Linked DNA regions of Mus musculus: region 1 is linked to region 2. Evidence: chromatin contacts called from public Hi-C data. All regions are on one chromosome and are shown on one strand. The core of a region is the stretch at or near the end of the contact, and the rest is flanking DNA. Distances in the headings are between cores, read along the strand shown. Region 1 holds the start of Zfp653 (zinc finger protein 653). Region 2 holds the start of Icam5 (intercellular adhesion molecule 5, telencephalin).

Region 1 (3,776 bases), core at 298-2,797, 1.0 Mb after region 2:
ACACGCTACACCTGAACCCTTACTATGGGCCAAACCCTTTCTATGCTCTCTATTTTCATTTTGTATTTTATTTGAGATAGAGTATCGTTATGCAGCCCTGGCTGGCTGGAACTGTCTGTGCAAACCAGACAGATAATATCCAATCCAGTGTTCACACCATGCAGCTACTGGCTGGGGAAGCTGGGGCAACAGCTGGAGTCCCAGGGTGAGCTTTCCCTCCATGGCTTAGCATCCAGCTTGTCTTCCCACTGTGGACACCTGCACTGTGAGACAGCAGGAGTAACCTCTATTGGAAATGCTCCACCTTCTAGCTGTTCTTAAGGGCATGGGGTTTTTACTCTTGGGCACTTCTGCTGTCCTTGTCTCTTCCTGGAGGACACTGAGAGAGACATGCTTGAGTCTCAAACAGGAGAGGCCATCTACACTTTCAGAGCCTGCTTCTCAGTGTGGCAAGCTGCACATGACAGTTTACCAATAGGTCTGACAACTACAGCGTGGTGAACCATTCATGGTCTTAGTCTGATCCCTAGAGGGCACGTGGTAGAAGAGGACTAGCTCTGCAAAGCTGTCTTCCCACCTCCTTATGTGGGCCTACATACACCACACACGCACACATACACAAGAATAAAAGTGCCCTCACACCAAGCCTGGCACATGCCTTTAGTCCCAGCACTCAGGATGCACACAAGTAACCCTGACAAGGTTGTTGAAACAGGTGGCTGGGTTAAGGCTGCTTTCTTGTTGAGGATCCGGGTTTGGTTCCCACAACCTACATGGTGGTTCACAATGGTGGTTTCTGGGGATCCGACACCCTTTTCTGACCTCTGCAGGTAGTTCATGCACGTGGTACACATATATCCACGAAGGCAAGGCACTCATACGCAGAAAATCAGAGTGCCCAGCACCTTTGGAGGTTTACACCTGAGAGCCAGCCCCAGGCCAGGCCAGTGGAGGCGGGTCGACTCTTCAGACGGGCCAGTCGGAGCTTCCGAAGGCGGGCAGAGGGGTGGGGCACAGGCTTGCATTGGGTAGTCAATGGGTCGGAGGCGGAGCCGCGAGGAGGCGCGTGAGGGGTCTGGGTTGCCTAAGCCCGAGACCGAGGGCCGCCAGGCGGCCCGGGGGTGGGGCTTCACGCTCCGGGGGCGGGGCCGCTGCCCTTTTCGTCCCTCCCCCGGCTTCTTCTCTCCCTCCCTCCCTCTCCCGGCCCCGCGCCCCCTTACCCGTGGCGACCGCTACGCTGGCCACGCTCCAGCGAAATGAGGTAGGCGGCAAGTTTGGCGTCGCTCCAGCCGCTGCGGCGTCTCAGGTCCACCCAGGGGCCGTGCGCCTCGCCCAGGTACACGCGCCGCACGTCGTACTTCTTCCGGGACTCGAGCCGCCTCCGGGCCCGGTCCGACTCGGTGAGCCGCGGCCGGCCCCGCGCCTTTCTGCCTGCCGCGCCTTCCTCTGCCGCCGCCTCCCCGCCTGCGCCCGCCTCCGCCTCCGCCCCGGGCTCTGGAGCCCGCTCCGCCATCCCCCCCTCCCTGGTTACCGGCCTCCCCCGTTGTTAGGAGCCTCGACCGGAAGTGGCGCGCCTAGTCTGCGCCGCCGGGAGATTTCTCACAGGGTCTTCTCTGCCCGCGGCGCCAAACGGGGACAACTAGCCATAGCTGCGCATGCGCGTAGTCCGTCCGGCCCAGGCCATGGAAGTGCGTTCTGTTGACAAGTCAGTTATTTGGGAGGTAGAGGCACTGGGTACTGAAACTCAGGTAATCCTTGCCTCTCTATTGAATTCTTCGGCAATGTGATTAAAGATTTTTTCAAAAGGGCTGGAGAAATGGCTCACTGGTTAAGGGCACTCACTGCTTTTCCAGAGGACCTGCGCTCAAATTCAGCACCTACATGGCAGCTAGAACTGTCTGTAATTCCAAGATCTACCATTCTCACATAAACATATATACATGCAGAACACCAATGCACATAAAATAAAGGTAAATACATTTAAAAGATGTTTTTAAAGGCCAACAAGTCGGCTCTGCAGGTAAGGTGATGGCTGGCATACTTGACAATCTGAGTTACATTTCCGAGATTCACAGGGTCATATATCGGAACAGACTCCAGCAAATGGTCTTCTGACCTCCACACATCCCTCCCATACCATAAATATATAAATGGATTTTTTTTTTTTTTTTTGGTTTTTCGAGACAAGGTTTCTCTGTGTAGCCCTGGCTGTCCTGGAACTCACTCTGTAGACCAGGCTGGCCTCGAACTCAGAAATCTGTCTGCCTGCCTCCCGAGTGCTGGGATTAAAGGCGTGTGCCACCACGCCCATCTATAAATGGAATTTTTGAAAAGACAAGTTTAAAAAAGGGTCCCAAGGTGGTAAACCCAAAAGAGCCCATGCAGAACATACGAAGGGAAGCCACAGGGCCAGGGAAGAGGTTTTGATTTTTTTATTTTCTCCATATTATTTCATACCAGCCCAGTCTTTTCTCCTCATGCCAGCTCTATCTGACTCAACTTTGCCCCTGCTGCTGCTCTGCCTGAATGGTCTCATCATCTTCCTCAGGCCCCTTGGGAGGACTGTGGGGAGGGGACTGTCCCTCCAGCCTTGAAGTTGTCAGGAGCTCCCCCGTGGACCTGGCCAGGCGGAATACCACTGGGATCTGTGCCAGGGTTGGGTTGGTCTCCTGCAAGCCTTGGATCCACTTGATCAATGTTGCCTGATCATGGGCACCAGCCATGCACATGGCGAAGACAGGGCCTTCTGTCACTGTTAGGAGAAGAGTTTGTGTCTCACCACTGTGACGTACTCTGAGCACCTCCATGAGTTCACAGCCAGCTCCCTGTGCCACATAAATGTTCTACATTTCCCTTGGCCATGCCACCCGCTGCTCAGATACTATCAAGAGACTAAGTTTGAGCCCTAACTTGGAGGCTACCATGTGCCTCCTCCCAACTCCCCACATATAACTTGACTGTTCCCTGCTGACCTGAGGCTTGCGCGTATTCTGGTCACATCACTAGTCAGTATAGAATGCTCCTTAAAAGATAGTACAAAGGGGAGAGGGAGTAGCCAAGGAGAGGTACCCTGGGGGGCATATGACCCCTCATCCTGTGGAGCGTGGACAAATGGCCACCACACAGATGTGCTGTGTTGAGACCTGCTTTTACCTTCATCCACGTCAAACTCATAGTCGTCCCAACCACTCCTTGAATATTCCAGGTCCAGCTTCTGTGGGTAGTACAGCTCCCATTCTTCTGGGATCTCCTCTACTTTCTACCTCAGGCAAGAGAGCAGGCAGGATTAGAGGCCAGAACACAAAACCTGTCCCTCAGCTGAGCCTTCAGGACAGTGCCAGCCCCACCCCCAACACAGAATCTGTAGTTCTGGCTAATCTGGAAGTTGCTGTGTAGACCAAGCTGGCCTTAAACTCAGAGAGCTCGGCCTGCCTTGCCTTTTTTTTTTTTTTTTTTTTTTTTGGGTAAACATTTATGCATACCCCTGTGTAATTCAGAGGACAACTTGTAGGAGTGAGATCTCTCCTTCTACATGGGCCCTGGGGGTCAAACTCAGGTGGTCTGGCTTGGCAGCAAATGCTTTGGCCAGTAACTCACCTCTTCCTCAGGAGGTGGCAGGTCAGCTCTTAGGATGTGATAGTAGACACACTTATTACGAAGCCAGAGAGGGAAGGGGCCCTCAACAAAAACAGGCCTGGATGGGTTGTGGCGGGCCAGGGCAGCTTGCTGATCTGGACTCTGGATTCCTGGTGTAGAGATGAGAACCTGTTGGTGCC
Region 2 (3,694 bases), core at 1,189-3,688:
GGCCGTGCCTCCCGGGGGCTCAGCGTGGCTTAACTGCAGCCACAACTGCCCCCTGCCGGTGCATTCCAGCCTGCGCACCCAACTGCGGCAGGGAAAGATAGTTAATGGATCCGGCTGGGTATCTTACCAGCTACTGGATGTGAGGGCCTGGAATTCCAAGGTGCGCTGCGTCGTCACTTGCGCAGGAGAAACCCGAGAGGCCACCGCCAGGATCACTGCTTACAGTGAGGGAGACCGGGGCTCAGGCCGGGCTGGGGTGAGGGGAGAGGGGTGGAGGAAGCGGATAGATGGTAATTGCTTTAAGGGGTGCCTGTGGGCCTTATCTCTCTTGCCTTAGAACGGCCCAGAAGCGTGATCTTGGAGCCTCCGGTCCTAGTGGGCCACAAGTACACTCTGCGATGCTATGTGACACACGTGTTCCCAGTGGGATTCTTGGTGGTGAGCCTGAGAAGAGGTGGCCGAGTGATTTATCATGAAAGCCTGGAGCGCTTCACCGGTTCAGATTTGGCTAATGTCACTTTGACCTACGTGATGCGGGCCGGACTCAACGACCTCTGGCAGCCACTCACCTGCCATGCGCGCCTCAATCTCGACGGGCTAGTGGTGCGCAGCAGCTCGGCACCTGTTATGTTGACAGTCCTCGGTGAGGCATCCTGTAATCCCAGGGAATGGGTGCGGGAGAGGGGATGTTGCCACTCCAAGGGGGCCTGCAGAACAGGCGTGGGCTCCACGCTTGGCGGTCCTCAGACCTCCTAGTTCCTGATTTTCACTCCTGCCCACAGCTTTAAGCCCAGCCTCTATAGCCTTGGCCTCTACCTCCATCGCAACCCTGGTGGGGATCCTCCTGGCTGTGGGGGCTGTCTACGTGCGCAAGTACCTGGCTGTGCAGACTTAGTTATAGATCTGTTTTCGATGCCTGACAAGAGGGAGGGGAAAAGAACTTCAGAGTAATTAATTCAGAGACTCTTATTGAAACAATAAAGTCTTCCTCCTCAGTCTCTGCCTTACGGTTCTTGGAGAAAGTGGTTTCTTTTTTAAGGTACCTTACTTTTTCCAAATTCCTTACGTAGGGGCTGAAGATTAGTAGATTAGAGGTAGTACTGGAGGAAACAACACCTTGAAATTTCTCCTTCAAGGCCAGCATGGGGTCCTAGAACCCGAGTTCCTCTGCGTAGAGTTTTGTTAGCTTTATTTGTGCGGGGCAGAAAGACTAAACTGACCTCCCCTCCAGGGCTGACTCTTGGTATGGCTTTTTCTGATTGGCTCCGCTGATACAGGCCGGAGCTCTGATTGGAGGCTAAGTTTCCCTTCTCCTCCCTCCTTTTCCACTACGGAGCCTGTGCGTTACTAGAGAAGGCCAGCGGGTGGAGCTAGACCTGATTCCCCAAGGTTATCATTAATTGGGGGGGGGGGGGGAGGTAGAAACACTCGAGTAGGCGGGGCCTTCTTCAAGTAGTAGAGGAAGCGGCTAACTAGATAGGAAATCTAGCATAGCAACAAGTTAAGAGATGATTGTTCAGGCCACGTGAGCTGTCACAGACTTGCTTCCTGGCGTTGTGCTTGTTGTCTCCGAGTCTGGTATGTATGTAGAGAGGGATGTCAAAGCTGGGGTCAAAGTGTCCCCAGTTGATCTTTTGGTCCAGCGTGAATTGCAGAATCTCGCACTAGTTACCCAGTAGAGGCGGCCACACTCCTGGCGAGGAGGGCGCAGAAGCTCTGCTGAGAGACTAGACACACAACAGCGTTGTAGACACATTCCCGCTGCACTCTGGGTAAATAAAGATCGGGTGCCGGAGTCGACTCTAATTTAGAAGCCTGCGAACGCTGCGCACACGCACACGTGTCCGAGTCTTGCTGGCACTTGATCCCCCTCTTCCTTCGCCGCGTGCGCGGAGGAGGTCTTAGGGGCGTGGCTCCCATACTTAGCCTGCTGGAGGTCAAAACGAAACCTCAGTTAAGGAAGGCATCCTCACATTCTCCTCTTAGAACCACATTTCCTGCATACTATTGACTCCCCAAGCTAATACAAGCAACCTCTCCATCCACCCTTGCTCAAACAGGCGCTGGTGGGAGGGACCGAGGATGGGCGTGGCTTGGAGACCCAGCGCGTTGTCTCAGACTCTATACCTATGGTGGTGGGTGTTTGGGCAGGGCCTCTCAGCATCCCTTCCCTCCTTCGCCAGGGATGACGCGGGAGAGCGTGGTCGCCCCCAGAAGGCTTTAGATCATTAGGCCGACCTCCATGTAGATCTTTCCCCCACGGGGGACCGCTCTTGCCTGGCTAGCTCGCCTGCATTAAGGCCTGGAGAAGCCCAGTGCGCGCTCGCCTCCTGTCAGCTCGCCCCCCATCACCGCCTCTGTCACCGCCCCCTCCTTAGAAACCAAGTTACCAACGTTTAAACCAATCCCTGGGCGCAATTCTGCCACCCCCACACTCCACCCGCTGCGCTGCGCGGTCCTCCCAGCCCCGCTCTCCATCACTCGCGCTCCCCTCGCCTTCTGTGCTCTCCCCTCCCCGGCAGCGGCGGCAATGCCGGGGCCTTCGCCAGGGCTGCGCCGAGCGCTCCTCGGCCTCTGGGCTGCCCTGGGCCTGGGGATCCTAGGCATCTCAGGTAAGAAGAGCCCGCCGGCGGAGCCAGGTGGATAAGGCGGGGGCGGAATTGAAGGACCAGAGAGGGCGGCCCGGGTGTCCCCTCCAGGCTCCGCCCTCTTCTAGCTTCCCACGCTTCTGCCACCACCTGGAGCTCCGGGCTTCTCCCTGTCCTTCCTCCACCCCAACACACCTCGATCTTTCAGATCGGAACCCAGCACCTTTTCTGAATTCGGGGTTTTGCACCCAACCTGGCTCAGGAGACACTGTGGCTCTCCTGTTCTCTCCTGCTCTGTCGTGTCCTATGGTTCACAGACTAGCATCATCCCTATTTATGATCCTCAAAGACCCTATCTCCTCAACTGTCATAACTCAGAGGCCCTGTTTCCCCTCCACCTGGAGCCCTGGCAACCGGCTTTCTAGGGCTTTCCTCACGGTTCCTTCCCGGAATCTAACCTTGTGGCTTTCTGTCCAAGTTACTCAAGTTTGGGGACAATCTCCTTTAAGCCTTTGACTCAGTCTCTCATTTCTACTTTGCTTTCGCCCCCAGCCTCGGTGTCTCTCCCCCCCATTTCCTGACGACCTGTCAGGGTCTTAAGAGTGACTTGGTTCCCCATCCCCCCAAATTGGAATCTCCTCCTCCTCACTATTGATGTGTTCATCTGAGACCCCATCCCTGCACCGAGCTTCCCCATCTCTGCCATAGGCAGCAAGGCTTCCAGAGACGCCCCTCTAAGAGTGCGTCAGTCCCGAATCTTGAGTGGGATGCGGGACTCCCGTGCTATTTCTTGGCGGTGGTCTTTCCTCGTCCTTACAGACACCCCTGGTTTGGGAGATGGGGGCCACTAAGATTTCAGAGATGGGGTCCCTAGGCTGAGCCCGCGTTTTCCTGGGCAGCGGTCGCGCTAGAACCTTTCTGGGCGGACCTTCAGCCCCGCGTGGCGCTCGTGGAGCGCGGGGGCTCGCTGTGGCTCAACTGCAGCACTAACTGTCCGCGGCCGGAGCGCGGTGGCCTGGAGACCTCGCTACGCCGAAACGGGACCCAGAGGGGTCTGCGCTGGCTGGCTCGGCAGCTGGTGGACATCCGAGAGCCTGAGACCCAGC

What was found. A called contact is a pair of places that touch in the nucleus more often than the background predicts.
Region 1: a contact with region 2 is called in a Hi-C map of B cells, with 6 read pairs. The contact joins the promoter of Zfp653 here to the promoter of Icam5 in region 2. A contact is called at or near these places in 1 of 39 promoter capture datasets (liver) and 3 of 484 Hi-C or Micro-C datasets (B cells, embryonic stem cells and liver).

The regions. Positions count from the first base shown.
Region 1 is chr9:22,069,829-22,073,604 of GRCm38.p6, forward strand. Zfp653 (zinc finger protein 653) reads right to left here and starts at 1,548. Exons shown (of 9, transcript NM_177318.3): 1 at 1,221-1,548. The coding sequence starts at 1,513. It overlaps Ecsit (ECSIT signalling integrator), which reads right to left. Exons shown (of 9, transcript NM_001253897.1): 7 at 3,598-3,746; 8 at 3,154-3,259; 9 at 2,418-2,752. The coding sequence ends at 2,496. It overlaps Gm16845 (predicted gene, 16845), which reads left to right and starts at 1,174. Exons shown (of 3, transcript NR_040407.1): 1 at 1,174-1,336.
Region 2 is chr9:21,029,600-21,033,293 of GRCm38.p6, forward strand. It overlaps Icam5 (intercellular adhesion molecule 5, telencephalin), which reads left to right and starts at 2,439. Exons shown (of 11, transcript NM_008319.2): 1 at 2,439-2,612; 2 at 3,488-3,694. The coding sequence starts at 2,531. It overlaps Mir1900 (microRNA 1900), which reads right to left and starts at 2,729; the gene lies at 2,652-2,729. It overlaps Icam4 (intercellular adhesion molecule 4, Landsteiner-Wiener blood group), which reads left to right. Exons shown (of 3, transcript NM_023892.3): 1 at 1-224; 2 at 338-643; 3 at 783-997. The coding sequence ends at 895.